Regions from separate parts of the Mus musculus genome. Here regions 1, 2 and 4 are each linked to region 3. Evidence: chromatin contacts called from public Hi-C and promoter capture Hi-C data. All regions are on one chromosome and are shown on one strand. Each heading gives the region's core, a stretch centred on a gene start, on an enhancer-like site or on the middle of the called end of the contact. The rest is flanking DNA. Distances are from core to core; before and after follow the strand shown. Region 1 overlaps Dnaaf5 (dynein, axonemal assembly factor 5). Region 2 holds the start of Sun1 (Sad1 and UNC84 domain containing 1). Region 3 holds the start of Zfand2a (zinc finger, AN1-type domain 2A). Region 4 overlaps Ints1 (integrator complex subunit 1).

The links. Promoter capture Hi-C pulls out the DNA fragments that hold promoters and counts their contacts. Hi-C and Micro-C count contacts between places; a contact is called where the count stands out from the background. Capture Hi-C pulls out chosen DNA fragments and counts their contacts.
Region 1: a Hi-C map of CD4 T cells shows a contact between it and region 3, with 4 times the contacts expected there. The contact joins the enhancer-like site here to the promoter of Zfand2a in region 3. A contact is called at or near these places in 1 of 484 Hi-C or Micro-C datasets (CD4 T cells), 2 of 115 datasets of contacts at active chromatin or transcription factors (large pre-B cells and memory CD8 T cells) and 1 of 9 other capture datasets (adipose tissue).
Region 2: a promoter capture Hi-C map of liver shows a contact between it and region 3. The contact joins the promoter of Sun1 here to the promoter of Zfand2a in region 3. A contact is called at or near these places in 1 of 39 promoter capture datasets (pre-B cells), 6 of 484 Hi-C or Micro-C datasets (CD4 T cells, CD8 T cells, the HL-1 cell line and 3 more), 4 of 115 datasets of contacts at active chromatin or transcription factors (bone marrow-derived macrophages, effector CD8 T cells, memory CD8 T cells and 1 more) and 2 of 9 other capture datasets (adipose tissue and liver).
Region 4: a contact with region 3 is called in a promoter capture Hi-C map of embryonic stem cells, with 2.7 times the contacts expected there. The contact joins the enhancer-like site here to the promoter of Zfand2a in region 3. A contact is called at or near these places in 3 of 39 promoter capture datasets (cranial neural crest, embryonic stem cells and frontonasal cranial neural crest), 2 of 15 datasets of contacts at CTCF or cohesin (both in the NIH/3T3 cell line), 6 of 484 Hi-C or Micro-C datasets (bone marrow-derived macrophages, cortical neurons, embryonic fibroblasts and 2 more), 11 of 115 datasets of contacts at active chromatin or transcription factors (bone marrow-derived macrophages, embryonic forebrain, embryonic hindbrain and 7 more) and 2 of 9 other capture datasets (embryonic stem cells and macrophages).

Annotation. Positions count from the first base shown.
Region 1 is chr5:139,173,819-139,178,160 of GRCm38.p6, reverse strand. It overlaps Dnaaf5 (dynein, axonemal assembly factor 5), which reads right to left. Exons shown (of 13, transcript NM_001081265.2): 9 at 3,888-4,035; 10 at 96-246. Among named protein-coding and RNA genes, the nearest start is that of Sun1, 25 kb to the left of the region's middle. Within about 2 kb of position 2,975, at least 89 of the 459 cell types and tissues checked have an H3K27ac peak or open chromatin away from gene starts, as enhancers often do. A contact at or near this core is called in adipose tissue and memory CD8 T cells, where this site is marked.
Region 2 is chr5:139,199,110-139,203,250 of GRCm38.p6, reverse strand. Sun1 (Sad1 and UNC84 domain containing 1) reads right to left here and starts at 2,614. Exons shown (of 23, transcript NM_024451.2): 1 at 2,552-2,614.
Region 3 is chr5:139,482,301-139,486,307 of GRCm38.p6, reverse strand. It overlaps Zfand2a (zinc finger, AN1-type domain 2A), which reads left to right and starts at 1,817. Exons shown (of 7, transcript NM_001159908.1): 1 at 1,817-2,031; 2 at 3,511-3,606. The coding sequence starts at 3,552.
Region 4 is chr5:139,752,262-139,756,461 of GRCm38.p6, reverse strand. Ints1 (integrator complex subunit 1) reads left to right here. Exons shown (of 47, transcript NM_026748.2): 36 at 1-18; 37 at 101-327; 38 at 462-585; 39 at 1,152-1,285; 40 at 1,363-1,555; 41 at 2,261-2,388; 42 at 2,889-3,001; 43 at 3,637-3,750; 44 at 4,171-4,200. Among named protein-coding and RNA genes, the nearest start is that of Mir7037, 14 kb to the left of the region's middle. Within about 2 kb of position 1,506, at least 9 of the 459 cell types and tissues checked have an H3K27ac peak or open chromatin away from gene starts, as enhancers often do.

The DNA.
Region 1 (4,342 bases), core at 1,726-4,225, 310 kb after region 3:
TTTAGAGCTTTCTGTGCTGATTGAATGACGCAGTTCTGTAAGGTCCCATGATACACACATGGACAAACAACTGGGGTGGTCACAGCTGTCCTTACCTGCTTGGCCGATAAGATGTCACTGCTGATGAGTGCCCACAGGCAGGATATAGCAGCCGTCCGGATGGCTGCAGCTGTCCTCCCTGCATGCCACTGCAGGTTGGGGGCTAGGATGTCATTTATTACCATATCCAAATAGCCACGGAACTGTCTGGAACAAGAGGGCAAGTGAGGAAGGACAAACAGACTACTCTGAAGGACATGCTTCAGTTTGGGAATGGAACTGGACCTGACCCTGTGCCTCTGCACAAGGTGGTTTCAGGGGGCTCTGTGCTCAAGGGCTGCACCAACCATGATAATCTATGTGGGTCATATGGCACCTCCGTCACCACCCATTGAACCTGCCATCTGTGCCATTAAAACAAAGGAAGCAAGAAATAAGGGTTGGGTGTGGTGGTGCACACATCTTTAATCCCAGCACTAGAGAGGTAGAGGCAGGAGGATCTCTGTGAGTTTTAAGGCCAGCCTGTCTACAGAGTGAGTTTCAGGACAGCCAGGGCTACCAGAGAAACCATGTCTCAAAAAACCAACAAAACCAAAAAAGAAGTAACACGGGGCTGAGACGGCCTGGTGCTCAAGAGCACTTGCAGCTCGCTCTTCTAGAGGACCCGTGTTTGGTTCACAACCCCGTGACTACAGCTCCAGGGCCATGCAATGTCCTCTAAGAGCCTCTTCAGGTACCTGCACACACACAAAACATCTTCTTTTATTAACAAGAACTCTCATACAGAAGATGTCCAGCAGGTCTTGCTAATGTGAGGCTACCTGAAGGGGAACTGTCTGTCATGCCCTCTCTAACAAACTGCTCAGGGCTTCACCCTTCAGAGAGCAGACAGTCTGCCAGTTGCTCATGACTTCTCTCCCCACCACTGCTGGTCTATAACCTACTTTCATTTTTAACTTAAAAAGATGGGATCTCATATAGCCCAGGCTGGACTCAAATCTCCTATATAGCTGAAGATGATGATCTTAAATGTCTTATTCTCCTGCCTGAGTGCAGAAACTACAGGCATGTTCCTCCACACCCATTTTGTACAAAGCTGGAGAATGCTGGGCAAGCCTTCTTCCAACTGAGCCACACATCCAGCTCATGTTTGTCTGTTTGTCTGTCTGTTTGGTTTTTGAGACAAGGTCTTGTTATATAGTCTAGGCTAGCCTGGAATACCTGATCCCCTGCTTCCACTTCCTGAGTGCTGGGATTACAGGCGTACACCACCACTCTGAGTGCTGGGATTGCAGGCGTACACCACCACTCAGTGCTGGGATTACAGGCGTACACCACCTCTCTGAGTGCTGGGGTTGCAGGCGTACACCACCTCTCTGAGTGCTGGGATTGCAGGCGTACACCACCACTCTGAGTGCTGGGATTGCAGGCGTACACCACCTCTCTGAGTGCTGGGGTTGCAGGCGTACACCACCTCTCTGAGTGCTGGGATTGCAGGCGTACACCACCACTCTGAGTGCTGGGATTGCAGGCGTACACCACCACTCTGAGTTTATGCAGTGTTGGAGAAGGAATACAAGGCTTCCTGTGAGCTAGAGAAACACTCTACCAGCTAAGCCACATTCCTAGGCCGTAGGCCCCGATCTTGTTTCTTAACTTTGCATTACATTTCATTTATCTATTGCACTCGTGTACTACACGTCCACAGTGCACACACGGAAGTCAGAGGACAACTTGCAGGAGTTGGTTTCCTTCTACCATGTGGGCCCTGAGGCCTGAACTCAGGTAGTCAGGTCTGGAAGCAAATGCCTTTACTCACTGGGCTCCAGTCCAGAATTTACACCAAATTTTACTTCAAGGCTACCACAAGCACTGAAGCAAAGGCCCCCTGCAAAGGCAGTGGCTTCGGTAGAGCTTTCTGTAGTCCCCTCCAACTCTCTCACAGGCATCTCCATAGCTCAGGCAAGAGTGCAAGGAAGGGGTGGGGAGTGGGAGTCTCCGGTTGTGTGGTAGGTGGATGTGGTGGTGCTACCACTCTGGCTTGCTGAGAGAGCCTTCTCTAAGAATCCTGACTCCCTGCCAGAGATGACATCCTTAGACTGAGTCTTGACTGGACAACCAACCTTTCATTCTACCATTCTGTGATTATAAATCAAAACCAAATAATATTTTGTACTGACTAGTTTTATGTTAACTTGACACAAACTAGACTCAGCTGAGAGACTAATTCTAAGGGGACCACGACTGAAAAACTGCCTCTCTAAGATCTAGCTGTAGGCAAGCCTGCAGGGCATTTTCTTAATTAGTGGTTGAGATGGGAGGAACCTGCCCATTGTGGGTGGTGCTACCACAGGGCTCCTGTGCTATAAAACAGCAGGCAGAGCAAGCCAATAAGTAGTTAGTAGGCAGCCCTCTTCAGTGGCATCTACATTAGCTCCAGCTTTCTGTCCTGACTTCTCTCAGTGGACCGTGTACAAGTGAAATAAACTCCTTAAATCTCTTTTGATTATGGTGTTCCGTCATGGCAATAGAACACTAAGACAATGCTATTTTCAAACTGTCCCTACCCAAACAGTAGCAATCTCTCACTCAGTAAGTCATCTGCATAATTGGATTCTCTAGACTGACCTGATCCCTGGAGAGGTCTGAAGTGTGTCACTGGGAACCTGGCCCAAACCTGGCAGCTGTGTTTGTGGGTCAGGGGTGGCAGTGTTCCTCAGCATACTGGGTGTGTAGAAAAGGCTACAGTCTGGTGGCAGCTCAGCCATTCTCTCACTCCACTCCTGTGTACACGCCTGCCCGAAGGCCTGTTGCCAAGACGCTCATTAATACCTTTTTATGGTCCCTTTTCAGCCCTGAGGTTTTTTAGATCGCAGGAAACAGAATTTCCTGCAGCGTGTGAGAGGCTGGCAGTCAGCCCCACATTAAGAGTGCACTCGAAGGAGAAAGGTTAGAATGAGAAACTCATAGGGAACTTTATAGTTTGCTTACCACACTTCACAGTGACAGGTTTTTTGATTTTGGGGGTGGGGGATGGGGTGAGGTGGGGGGAGGTGGCATCCCAGGAGCTCGCACAGGGCTTAAGTTCTCAGGTCTCCATCTGCAAGACCCAGGATGCCAAGGGTCAGGATTGGAAGGTCCCAGAGTGATTTGAATCTTAGTCTGTTCAATGAACCAAGGAGAGGGAGGGGTGTGTGTGTGTGTGTGTGTGTGTGTGTGTGTGTGTGTGTGCGTGTCTCCTCGCTCTACCCTCCTCTCCAGGATGAGCTGCTGTGTGTGTGTGTGTGTGTGTGTGTCCTCGCTCTACCCTCCTCTCCAGGATGAGCTGCTGTGTGTGTGTGTGTGTGTGTGTGTGTGTGTCTTGGCTTGCTTCCCTCCTCCCCTGAGAGCCTGTTCTTTCCTAAGCTCTTTGTTCCACTTTCCCTTTACTTCAAAGCCATAAAATCTGAGGCTCTTAGGTTGCAGAGCTGCCCCTGAGCTTTTCTGAGATAACAGACTACCCTTAAGCCTTCACCATCAATGCTAATTTAGTCAGGTCTGTTAGGTCTGAAAGGTGCCAAAAGCCTTTTAAAACAGAACAGCCGAAACAGAAGCCATTAATAGTTAATGCGCCCTAAAACTTTCTCACTCGATGGAATTTTAATGACTCCTCTAAAGTGACTTTGATTTACTGTCTGTGTCTCTGTGGTATACTCACCAAGATCACTGTTTACCTAGTGGGGTGGATTCTAGAGATACAGACCACCAAGAAGCCCGGACTTTAGACCTTGGGGGCCCTGCCCAGGGGGTCGTGGGAAGACCCATCCAACACATACGTGGGCTGTACACAGACCTGAGGGTCGACCTACCCCTGAGAATCGACAGTGTCCTTAGGCCTCAGCAGCATCATGGACAGGATAGAGAAGAGCTTCAGGCGCATGTGTGGGTCTGTGGAGGGCTGGAGACAGGCCCTGAGGGTGGGGATCACATGCTGCAGCGCTTCTCCCACAGCCGGGCCTAGGAAAGAGAACAGGGGCTGCAGCAGGCCACCGATGGCTTCCCAGGCCTCACTGCTGGGGTAGGAGCCCTGCAAGCCACAGGCCATGGCTCGCCTTCCTGACATGCTGCTCTCCCAACTGCTGAGGACACTAACAAACTCCAGCATCGCCCTCCCTATGTGACCAAGACACAAATCCAGCTTCTCTTTACAACTTCTAAATTATTCTAAATTATTTTTTTTTGAAAGATACCCCAGAAGGTGTCAGACCCCATTACAGATGGTTGTGAGCCACCATGTGGTTGCTGGGAATTGAACTCAGGACCT
Region 2 (4,141 bases), core at 1,365-3,864, 280 kb after region 3:
GAATTTCTGAGTTCGAGGCCAGCCTGGTCTACAGACTGAGTTCCAGGACAGCCAGGGTTACACAGAGAAACCCTGTCTCGAAAAACCAAAAAAAAAAAAAAAAAAAAAAAAGAATTAAGTTCCAGTGAGAGACACTGTTTTAAAAATTAAAAATTAAGGAAGCAGGTGCTGCACGCCTTTAATCCCAGAATTTGGAAGGTTTAGGCAGGAGAATCTTTGAGTTCAGGGACCAGCCTGGTCTACAGAACCAGGACAGCTGGAACTACAAAGTGAGACCCTGTCTTGAAGAAAACAAAAAACAAAACACAAAAAAAAAGATTAAAAACAAAGATAGAGAATGATTGAGATAGGCACCCTACATCAACCTTAGGCCTCCACAATCTCTCTCTCTCTCACACACACACACACACACACACACACACACACACACACACGAAAACAGGTGTTCAAACACAAACTTGTTCCCATGTTCCTGGCAGCACTAAATCCACTGATGTGGATAAAGAGGATTTAATAAGGCCTTCGAGGAGGTTCAGTGTGACTGCGACCACACTTGATGACCTGAGTTTAGTCCCCCCCAGGAGTTACACAGGCGAAGGAAACAAGTGACTCCAGTAAATTGTCCCCTGACCTCAGCAAACATTCATGTGAATAAAATGTGATAGAAAGTATTTGTTAAATATTTAATAGGTCCATACAGTGGGAAACAATTCAGCCACAGAAAGTAATAGAGTAGGGGCACATGCTACACAGCACGGATGAGCCTTAAATGAGTTAACTAGAACAGGCGCACACACAGGCTGTAAGCAGAAGCTAACGGACAGGGAGGAGGAAAGCGGGTGGGCTCTGGCTTTACCTTTAAGGTGGTGAAAAGCCGTGGAACTAGATAATGGTGATAGTTGCATAACGCTGTATACAGTTAAAAGGGGAGTCACCCACCCACCCACGCATGCACGCACGCAAGCACACACAGCAGCTGGCTTTCACATTCATCCCCTTTCTGCTCTCTCCCAGGAAAAACAAAGGGTAAATAAATAAACTGAGGCCGCCAACCTTCGGGAAATAAAAAGTACCTCTCCAAATCTCTGGCCCAACTCTCCAGTGAGGACATGGGACCACACACCTGTGACCCCAGCACTGGGGAGCTGGAAGCACAGCACCCAGATTGCAACTAAGAGCCTGCTGGAGCTACCAAAGACCTACCCCCAACAAAAACCTAACGACCAAAAAGGTAGGGCAGACGATCCTATCAGACCCTCTGGTGACTAGAGCATAGACTCATGCCCAGTCCCCACAGCCTGGGTAGAGTTCTCCACAGCCTGCACGCTATAAAAGTGCCGGCCTGAGCCGGGCAGTGGTGGCACACGCCTTCAATCCCAGCACTTGGGTTCAGAGGCAGGTGGATCTCTGGGTGTTCCAGGATCACCAGAGCTGTATAGAGAAACCCTGTCTCGAAAAAGCAAAGAGTTCAAGACTGGCCTGGCCGAGGAAACCAAAAGAGAGAAGAACCAGAAATTACTGCAACTCTGCTCAAGAACATACCCAGGGCTGGACCCACAGGGCTGTGCACACCTGTGATCTAATCCTAGGTACGTGGAAGCAAGAGGGTTAGGAACTCAAGATCATCTTCTACTATATAGTCAATTCTAGGCGGGCCTGGGCTATCTGAGGACCTGTTTCAAGATGCCAGCTTAGTTGCACACATCCCTTTTACCCCAGCACTTAGGAAGCAGACACAGTCTGGATCTTTGTGAGACCAGCCTGGTCTACACAGCCGAGACAGTCAGAAGTACGTAAATGAGACCCTGTCTCCTGACACAAACAAAGGACCGAAAAGGAACATGAGGTTGGGACGCAGAAAGAAAAAAGAAAAGACCTTAGGAGAGATCTAAAATGTATGAACAGTCAGGTTAAAATTCGACACCGGTGCAATGGACGGAATGGTAAAATCTAATTAGTATTTGGTCCAGGAGGCGCGAAGCGCACACCGCAGGACTACACTTCACTCTACACAGCGGGGAGCACCAAAGTTCGCCGGGCTGACTGCATCGGGTCCCCCCGGCTGCATCCAAAAAAGCTCCAGCGGGCCAGCTTTGGTACCGTCCTGCGTGCCGGGCTGGGGGCGAAGGCAACTAACACGGGATAACAAGCTGGTGGCAGGGTGTGCAGGCCAGGGACTCGCTACCGGGCCCGCGCCCATCGCCGCACCTACAACACCTGTGCCCCAGAAGGGAGCGCCCCGGGGATGGCGCCTGCGTGGGTGCGCCTCGACGGGTGGCAGGAGACCCCGGAACCCAACACGCAGGGGTCCGGGGCGAAGGGGAACCAGAGTGCCCGGGCACACGAGACAACTGGACTCAGGGCGCCGGGGCGCGCGCGGCCTGGCAACGCGAAGGGCGTCACGCGCGTCGTGGCCAGTTGGCGGTTCCCACTTGGGGCCATCCCTGCAACCTACATCCCGGCCCGCCCTGAGACAGTCCCTAGTACCCGAGAGGAGTCCGCAGCGCCCACCCGCCTACTCGTCCCCTACAGCCCGCTGGCCGCAGCTCACCTGCCTCGCGCCGCCGCCTCAGGCCTCGTCCGCACCGCCCAGGCCCGGGACCGAAGACTCCCCACATCTACAGCCAATCGCGCGCCGCGCCGGGATCGGAGGCGGGAGCGACGCGAACGTCCGTCAATCCCAAGCGCGCCTGCTGAAGCTCCAGGCCAATGGGGAGGCCGCTGACCCGCCACGGCCCTGCGGGGGGCGGGGAAAGGGCGGGACGTGTGGCGTCAGTGGGCGGAGCGGGCGCGCTGGGACTTGAGGGGCCGCACCTAGGGAGGCTGCTCCTCTCCGGTGGCGTTAGAATTAGGATTCTGTGCAGAGGCGCACGCGCGCGCTGAGTTCCAGGCAGGGCTTCAGTGGGCCCAGAAGATCCGACTCCTGCTGAAGGAGCAGTGGGCTCCCAAACACATCCTCTTCTCAGTTGTCCCCGCGTAGCGTTTGCAGGAAACCTCCGACGCCCTGCCCTGCCCTGCCCTGCGGGCTGGAAGCCAGAGCCTTTTCTCCTGGGGACTCCACCCACCAGGCCCTCTCTCACTTGCGCAGTTTTGCAAAACCTTGAATTGCATTTGTTTTGTTTATAGGCAGGGTTTTATTCTGTAACCTTGACTGCCCTAAAACTCTACTGTAGACCAGACTGGCGTTGAACTCGCAGAGATAAGCCAGCCTCTGCGAAGCAGGACTTACAGGCGTGTGCCACCACGCCCCTCTTGGTTTTTCCTTTTTTAACTGTCTCACTGTGGCCTAGAATTCACGACATAGCCCTGACTGACCTCCAGTTTGCCACAATCCTCCTGCTTTATCCTCCCAAGCACTGAGATTACTACCATATGCCACAGGCAGCTGGCTAGCTTTCACTCTTTTCTAAAAGTGTGTTTGTGTGTATGTCTGTTTAAGTGGATGATGAATGTGTGTGTGTGTGTGTGTGTGTGTGTGTGTGTGTGTGTGCCTACAAAGGTCTCAAATGCCCCAGAGCTGCCAAAAGGGGATGCTGGCAACCAAACTACAGTCCCCGAATGACCAGCAAGTGCTCTTAATGGCTGAGCCATCCTTCCAGACCTTGGCTTTTACATTTTAAAAAAATTAATTAATTTTTTTTTTTTTTTTTTTTAGAGAGGGTCTCCATGTAGTCCTGGCTGCCCTGGAACTTGCTATGTAGCTCTGCCTGCCTCCACTGGGACCAGTAGCACTTACCACCATGCCTGGCTGGTTTTACACTTTTTAGAAAGGGTCTGGAGCTGGGAAGATGGATTAGTTAGTAAAATGTTTGCACTGTAAGCGTAAAGACCTGAATTCAATCTCAGAATACGAATTTAAAAAAACCAAAAGCCTAGTGCTGTATGTTTGTCATCTCAGTGCTGGAAAGCAGAGACTGGAATCCCTGGAGCTTGCTGGCCACCAAACTAACTTAACTTGATGGGAACCAACCCAATGAGAGATCCTGTCTCAGAAAACAAGGTGGATGGTGGTTCCTAAGGAAAGACACTAGTGAAGGCACATGCATGTGCACACATCTACACACAGACAGGGTCTGTTGCCATTGATGGCTTGGGATGCCTCTCTTTCCAGCCCAGTGCTGGGATTACAGGCATGTGCCCA
Region 3 (4,007 bases), core at 568-3,067:
ATACTAGCTTGCTCCTCCTCCTCCTCCTTTTTTTTTTTGAGATGGTCTTTCTACGTAGCCCTGGATGTCCTGGAACTTGCTATGTAATGTTGGCTAGGGGGCTGGAGAGATGGCTCAGGGGTTAAGAGCACTGACTATTATTATTATTTTTTCTTTTGGTTCTTTTGAGACAGGGTCTCTGTATAGCCCTGGCTGTCCTGGAGCTCACTTTGTAGACCAGGCTAGCCTCGAACTCAGTAATCCGCCTGCCTCTGCCTCCCGAGTGCTGGTATTAAAGGCGTGCGCTACCACGCCCGGCCGGCACTGACTATTCTTCCAGAGGTCCTGAGTTCAATTCCCAGCAACTGCATGGTGGCTCACAGCCATCTGTAGTGGGATCCGATGCACTCCTCTGATATGTATCTGAAGACAACTACAGTGTACTCATGTAAATAAATCTTTTTTAAAAAACAAAGCAAAAAGTAATGTTGGCCAAGCTGGACAAGAACTAGGAGAGCCACCTGCCTCTGCTTCCCACATGCTGCGATTATAGGTGTACACATCCAACTGGCCTGATTTTTACTTTCTTATAGCACCTAGGATAATCAGCCTAGGGGTGGTACTACTCGCAAGGAGCTCAGCCCTTCCATATTAATGACTAACTTAAAAGTACTTCCTAGGCCAATCTTATAGAGGTTATTTCCTGAACTGTGGTCTCCTCTTCTCAGTTTATGTCAGATTGAGAAATAAATAAATAATTAATTAAAAACATAAATAATCAGGACAGAGCAGTAGTATTCTGGGTCTATTAGCCTAGCCCACAGATCTTTGGTATTCTCGAGCTTGGGTCAGCAACACTTGAACATCTTTCTTTCTTTTTTTTTTTTTTTTTTGGTTTTTTTCGAGACAGGGTTTCTCTGTGTAGCCCTGGCTGTCCTGGAACTCACTTTGTAGACCAGGCTGGCCTCAAACTCAGAAATCCGCCTGCCTCTGCCTCCCGAGTGCTGGGATTAAAGGCATGCGCCACCACCGCCCGGCTTGAACATCTTTCTTTCTTTCTTTCTTCTTCTTCTTTTTTTTCTTTTTTTTTTTTTAAGATTTATTTATTTATTTATTTATTTAAAGTACACTGTAGCTGTCCTCAGACACTCCAGAAGACGGAGTCAGATCTCATTACGGATGGTTGTGAGCCACCATGTGGTTGCTGGGATTTGAACTCCTGACCTTCGGAAGAGCAGTCGGGTGCTCTTACCCACCGAGCCATCTCACCAGCCCTGAACATCTTTCTTAAATCACATGCATAGTCCGTGCTCCAGCAACTCTGGTAACAGAGATACAGGCATTTTGGGTATCATCTTGTAATTCTTCTGTAGACTGGACCTCACTTTTCCAAGGCATGTTTGTTCAGATGACCTGTCCCTGGCGTTCTGCCTCCCCGAGTCCTGGGATCCTTACAGCTTCACAAATGGGCCATCAATCTGTGCATACCGCGATCCCAGCCCTCAGGGAACTCCTACTGAGACACAGGATTCTCACGTCCGGCCGGGTCCTGTCTCAGGCTCTCAGGTACAGGCAAGCCTGTCACCTCACCCAGAGCTGCCTCACCACGACTCAGCCTAAGCTAGAGATGTTGCCTGACTGTTCTAGAAAATAGGCGGGGGGATAGGGAGGGACGAAAAGGCCGTAGAACTGCTGGATTGGTGACATGTAAGTGACGTCATCACGGCGCCCAGCCCTCTGGGGGTCATAACACGAAGGAATTGGCTGGCCTTCGATGACATTTTGGGCGCGCTGGCGGGCCGACTCTAGATGTTAGGGGATTGGTTGGTGTTGGTGTGGCGTCATCAGAGCGCGCCGGGAACGCCCAGGATGTATGACTCTGGATCTGTCGGCTGGGGATAAATGGCCCAGGCTGCTGCAGGGGCAATGCTACGCTTTCCGGCCTTGAGAGAAGTCGGGCGCTTCGCGGCGATTGGAGCTGCAGTTTCTACTGCGGTGTCACCGGGATAACCACAAAGGGCACCGCTTGTCTGTCTCCGCCTCTGACTACCCGTGAGTGCCAGGTACCGGTGTGGTTGCGGGCCGCTGGGGCCCGGGGAGCTGGTGAACTAGGGGCTGGCGTCTCCGCGCTGTGATTTCTCGTGGCCTGGCCATCAAGGAGTTACTGTCTCAGCACAGTGACATCTCACATCCCCAGGTCAACTGCCCTGAGCCATTGTCGCGGCAGCCAGGCATAGTGGTTGTTGCAGGCCTGTAGTCTCAGCGCTGGGGAGTTGAGTTATTAGATCACAAGCTCCAGGCTAACCTGAGCTAAGTAGTGAGACACACTTTCATGAAACAGTCTACTAGCAGGGCATGGTGGCTCGTGCCTTTAATCCCTGCACTCCAGAGGCAGAGACAGGCGGATCTCCGAGTTGATAGCCAAAGTGATCTACAAAACGGGTTAAGGGACAGCCAGCACTACAAAATAGCGTCTGTCCTAGGCCCCCGGCCCCCTGTTTAAAAAAGGGGGGGGGGAGAAAAGAAACAGTCGGTGGTCATTTGGTAATACGTCACGTGCTGCTTGCTTTGAACAAAAACATTTCATAATGCGGATTCTGTTGTGCACGACTTAAAAGGTTTCCTCCCCGACAGGAATGAGATCCACCCTAACCACTAAATGCAGTAGGAAAGGAAGGGGGAAGGGTGGGAAGTGAATTGGCTTAGAGGTGTTAGAGGTGACGTTTGAGGAAGTGACACTGTAGACTGGTCCTTGACAAGTCAAATAGATGTCTTCTGAAGCCTGAGAGTTCTCAACAAGGAGTAGATAAGAAGTTCCCAGCAGAGAAAGTAATAGAAAGATGTGAAAAGCTCTTTGGGGACTTGACCTGTGGAAAGTGCAAGAGTTTCGAGTCATTTGATAGGTGACAGGACTTGGAGGAGACTTTGCTTCAAGCCTGGTCTCCGGGATGCCAGCCTCTCTGCTTGTCTGTTTCTTGTGGTTAATTAAAGTGCCGCTTGCCTTGATCGGCCCTGGCCTGATGTCATTATGGCGTGTGCACAAAGTAAAACTGAAGGCATGAGGGAGGGAGAGGCAAGGGACAGCCTACTCTGGGGAGCATAGTCAACTGATGCCACTTAGCACCTGGCACCGAATCTTGTTGATGTCAACAAGTGTATTGAGGAGTTGAGACTGCAGCTTGAGTTCCAAGGAGACCATAATTTTCAGTGGCAGCTATGGACTCCATACGGGAAGCCTTTCTTTCTCTCACCACATTTGTTTTGTTTTTGCCAGAGCTGGGGATTGAACCTAGAACTTCCCCCTCCCACATGCTACGCAGAGCATTCTCTTATTAACCCAAGGCTTGGTATTTATGATGAAACGACCACTTTGCTCTTTGCTGAGAATTTATGAGATGGCAGTCTTTCCCATGGCCCCAGGATGGTTTGGGTTTCCCGTGCTTCTCACAAATAGCTTCTCTGTGCTCTTTGGCTGCAGGTGACAGGCCCTGGGGTCCAACTCAGAACCTCATTCTCTTCTAATTCCCACAGGTGATACTTAAATACATCTGTGTTTTTGGACAGCATTTATAATGGAGTTTCCTGACTTGGGGAAGCACTGTTCAGAACCAACTTGCAAACAGCTAGGTAAGAACTTTTGGGGGCTCTTGCTAGGGAAACAGCATTACATTGGCTGCTCTGCGGAGGACACCTGGCTGGTGCACTCTCTCGCTAGTTGGCCTCTGTCCTGGTTTAGCTTCTCAGCATGAAAACTCTGGTGCAGGAACACAGGGTCTGCTCAGAATTGCAAGTTAATGACCCCTTAAGGCCACGCAATAGCCACCAGGGCTTTGCAGATAACAAAGGCAGCTTGGATGGTTGCGATGCCACAAGAGATGATATCTGTGTTGAAAAGACGTGAAGACATTTGTGGGGCCTTCATTGTCTCTTGACCTTCCTGCATTTCTACCTTTGGGACTGGGGTTGTTGCTCAGGTGGTACAGCACGTGTCCAGCATGTCTGAAGCTCTGGAGAGGTGCAGGCAGGAG
Region 4 (4,200 bases), core at 257-2,756, 270 kb before region 3:
GACCAGCGCACTCCACAGGCAGGTCTCAAGAGGTTAGCCCAACCCATGGGTGGTGGCTGCACACACATCCTGGGGCTGACCTGCAGCCTCCTGATTGCAGAAGCGGCGGGAGGAGTTGGTGCTCCACGTGCAGGGCCCAGAGCTGCTCAGCCTGGTGGAGCTTATCCTGTCCGAGGCAGAGACCAGGAGCCAGGATGGGGACAGTGCTGCACGCACCCTTATCCAGACCCGGCTGCCCCTGCTGCTTAGCTGCTGCCGTAGCAATGATGAGAGCATTGGAAAAGTGACCGAGCACCTGACCAGCTGCATCCAGCAATGGGGGGACAGGTACCTGAGTCCCCACTGTGTCCCCTTGCCATAGATGGCTGCTGTGTCACCTGGGAGTGGCTCCTTCAGTACATGTCCCTCCCCTGGCCACACCATCCCAGTGACCCAGTCCCTCTCCCCTCTGCTCTTTCCAGTGTGCTGGGCCAGCGCTGCCGAGACTTGCTGTTGCAACTGTACCTGCAGCGGCCAGAGGTCCGGGTGCCAGTGCCCGAGGTCCTGCTGCAAAGTGAAGGTGCCACCAGCAGCAGCATCTGCAAGGTGAGGGACACAGTCTCCACAGAGCAGGGGGTGGGGGCTGGAGGATGGGGTGCGGGGGGGGGGCTGCACCATCAACCTCACCACAAGGTGAGGGGCATAGTCCCCATAGAGCCTGGAGTGGGGGTGCCATCAGTCTCACCTTAGCTCACCTCACCAGAGCTAGACCTTACTGTGCTAGGCTCTTCCTCTGGATGCAGCTTGGGGCAGAGGGATGCCCCTTCCCCTTTCTGTACCCAGGTTGTGGGCAGACAGGAGTCAGCACATGTGTGTCATGTGGACAATATGGGGCCATGGCCTCCATCACGAGGGTCGTGCACTGTCACCCCAGAGTACCCCAGAGGTCTCCACCTCCTACCCATTCTGGCCAGCTCCACTGTGCCTCAGCAGGGCAGACCAGCTTGCGTCCTCTGGAGTTTTGTGTGAGGGGCCACATGAGCTCCTGCCTTTGGTGTGATCGCTAGAGTGTCCGTGCTGAGCGTGTGTCTGCTGCTGCGTGATGTCCTGGGCCATGAGGGGGTAGGGGGAGTTCAGACGGTGTATAGGCAAGTAGTCTCCCCTCCCCCTAGCTGGACGGCCTCGTCCATCGCTTCATCACGCTCCTGGCAGACACCAGCGACTCCCGGTCTTCTGAGAGCAGAGTGGCTGACGCCAACATGGCCTGCCGGAAGCTGGCTGTGGCCCACCCCGTCCTGCTGCTGAGGTGCGTGCTGTCACAGCCTGTGGTGCTGGGTGACTCGGGGGAAGGTGTAACCAGGGACATTCTTCTGCTCTGCCCAGGCACCTGCCCATGATCGCAGCCCTCCTGCACGGCCGCACTCATCTGAACTTCCAGGAGTTCCGGCAGCAGAACCACCTGGCCTTCTTCCTGCATGTGCTGGGCATCCTGGAGCTGCTGCAGCCGCGTGTGTTCCAGAGCGAACACCAGGGGGCGCTTTGGGACTGCCTGCGATCCTTTATCCGCCTGCTCCTGGTGGGTGCCAGGCAGACTGTCCCCCACATTCCTCAGCCGTACATCCTCCCATGGCCCCTCCTGTCCTTGCCTGACTCCCTTCTGCTCCTACAGGACAGCCTGGAGCCAGGGCCAAAGCCAGGCCACTGCCCAGTGGCTTCTGTCTCCACTGTCTGAAGACCAGCTCTTCACTGAGGCTCCTAAGCCCCAGTATCCCCTGCCTGGGGAATCCACATTCAAGTCCCATGGGTGCTATTTGTTGGTGTCATATGCCTAGTATATACATAATATTATGAAAACAAAAGCCAGGCCAGCCAGGTGTCAGAGTAGCACACCTGCAATCAGCACGAGGGTAGCTGAGGCAGGAGAATTGTAAGTTCTGCACCAGCCTTGGCTATAATATTGAGGCAATATCAGGGTCTGACTCAGGGGCTGGAAGGAGGGCTTAGAGATTAGAGAGCGTTAGCTGCTCTCGCAAAGGAAGACCCTGGTTTGGGTCCCACCACCCACATGGTGGCTCACAAGCATGAGAAACTCTAGTTCCAGGACACCAGACACCCATGTAGTGCACAGACATACAGACATACATTCAGGCAAAACATTCGTTCAATAAAAAACAAAACATCAGGCCCCAGTCAGGCTAGCTCTGTGCTCATGGCTGTCATGGGGGTCATGTATGGTGTAGAGGGTCTGAGGAAGCCTCTGGTGGTTCTGCCTTCTCTACAGAACTACCGGAAGTCCTCCCGCCACCTGGCTCCCTTCATTAGCAAGTTCGTTCAGTTCATCCACAAGTACGTGGGCTGCAGCGCACCAGCAGCCGTGGCCTTCCTGCAGAAGCACGCAGAGCCCCTCCAGTGAGTCCCCACACCTGCCCAGGCTGGCCAGTGGCCCCACACTGGAGCCAGGAGGGGCAGTCCAGACAGTGAATGTTCTGGTCTGAATTGCAGCCTTCAGCTTCATCCCCACTTGCTCCTCCTTACCCCTCCTCCCCATTCACTCCTCCTCACTCACCTCTCTTCCCCATTCACTCCTCCTCACCCCTCCTCCCTATTCACTCCTCCTCACTCACCCCTCCTCCCCATTCACTCCTCCTCACCCCTCCCTATTCACTCCTCACTCACCCCTCCTCCCCATTCACTCCTCACTCACCCCTCCTCCCTATTCACTCCTCACTCACCCCTCCTCCCCATTCACCCCTCCTCCCTATTCACTCCTCCTCACTCACCCCTCCTCCCTACCATTTCTCTTTGCACTTGCCTAACCCCAGGCCCTCCTTCCTGCCCTGCTGCTTCTCCTTGCCTGGCACTCTTCCCCGCCTGCCCTCCTCTGAAGTGAACCCGTGCTTCCTCCACAGTGACCTGTCCTTTGACAACAGTGACCTGGTGATGTTGAAGTCTTTACTGGCAGGGCTCAGCCTGCCCAGCCGGGATGGGAGAACTGACCAAGGCCTGGATGAGGAAGGCGAAGGTAAGCAGACAGGTGAGCTCTTGGGGGGGGTTGTAGGGAGGGTCCTGGTGGGTGTGGCTGAGCCCTGAAGCTTCATCTGTCCTCTGTGTGTGTGTGTGTGTGTATGCGCACGTGCGTGTACGCGCACGGTGCCATGACCAAGCTGACTGAACAGAGCCGCCTCATGGAAATGCTTGGTTCTGCTTCAGACATTACCTTTCTGGATGTTTCCCGTGTGCTGCCCGGGCAGGTTGGTCCTTAGGTCAAGGTCTTACACCTACCTCACTTGCCTGATGGTGGCTCATGCTCCACAGGTGGGACGCTACCCTTTGCTGCCTCTGTTGGCCAGATTGACTGTAGTCTCGGGCTGCCTGAAGGCACATAGAAGGTCCTTCATAGTGGACATGCTGCACAGACACAAGCCTCCCATGTGGAGTGGCACCTTGTGGGCAGAGGCGAGGGAATGCACTCCTAAACTGGCCCGCATCCTGACTGCCACCCTCCAGTCCTGACCACCACATAGACTAAGCATAGTGTGGCACCCTGGATAGTGGCCAGTGTGCCTCTGGGATGGGCATGGTCTTTCCATAGAGTCTGCAGGTCTGGCTGGGCCCTCAGTGTTCAGCCATCACCTGACCCTGACTAACCTTTCACAGATGAGCGTTCGGCCGGCTCCCTACCCCTGGTCAGTGTCTCCCTCTCCACCCCACTGACTGTAGCCGACGTGGCTCCTCACATGAAGAGGCTGTCCCGGGGCCGGGCTGTTGAGGGTGAGTGAGCCCCCTGTTCCTAGACCACCCTGGATCCACTGAGCAGTTTGCTTAGATAGCACAACGGACCCCCAAACGCATTGAGCTTCTTAAGGAAGACCAACAGGGTGGCTGGTAGGTCTGTCAGTCTTCAGAACAGAACCAGGGTGGACTAAAGGGGTTTGCTCCAAGTATCCATTTTACAGGGCGAGCCACTGGTCATGGCTTCCCAGGAGACCAGTGTGAGGCCAAATGGGGAAGGCATAGGATATGTCCTAGTCAGGATAACCACTGAGCATGGTACACAGTTCCCGGTGCATCTTGGGGAGACTCTGGGAAACTAGGATGCCTGGGGACTGTCCCTTCCTGTCTCAGAGTTGCTTGGGGTAGGAGGCTCCCCTTAGGTCCCCATAGACCCCACAGCCTGGTCTTTGCCCTCAGATGTGCTCGAGACCCTGAGTGACATAGACG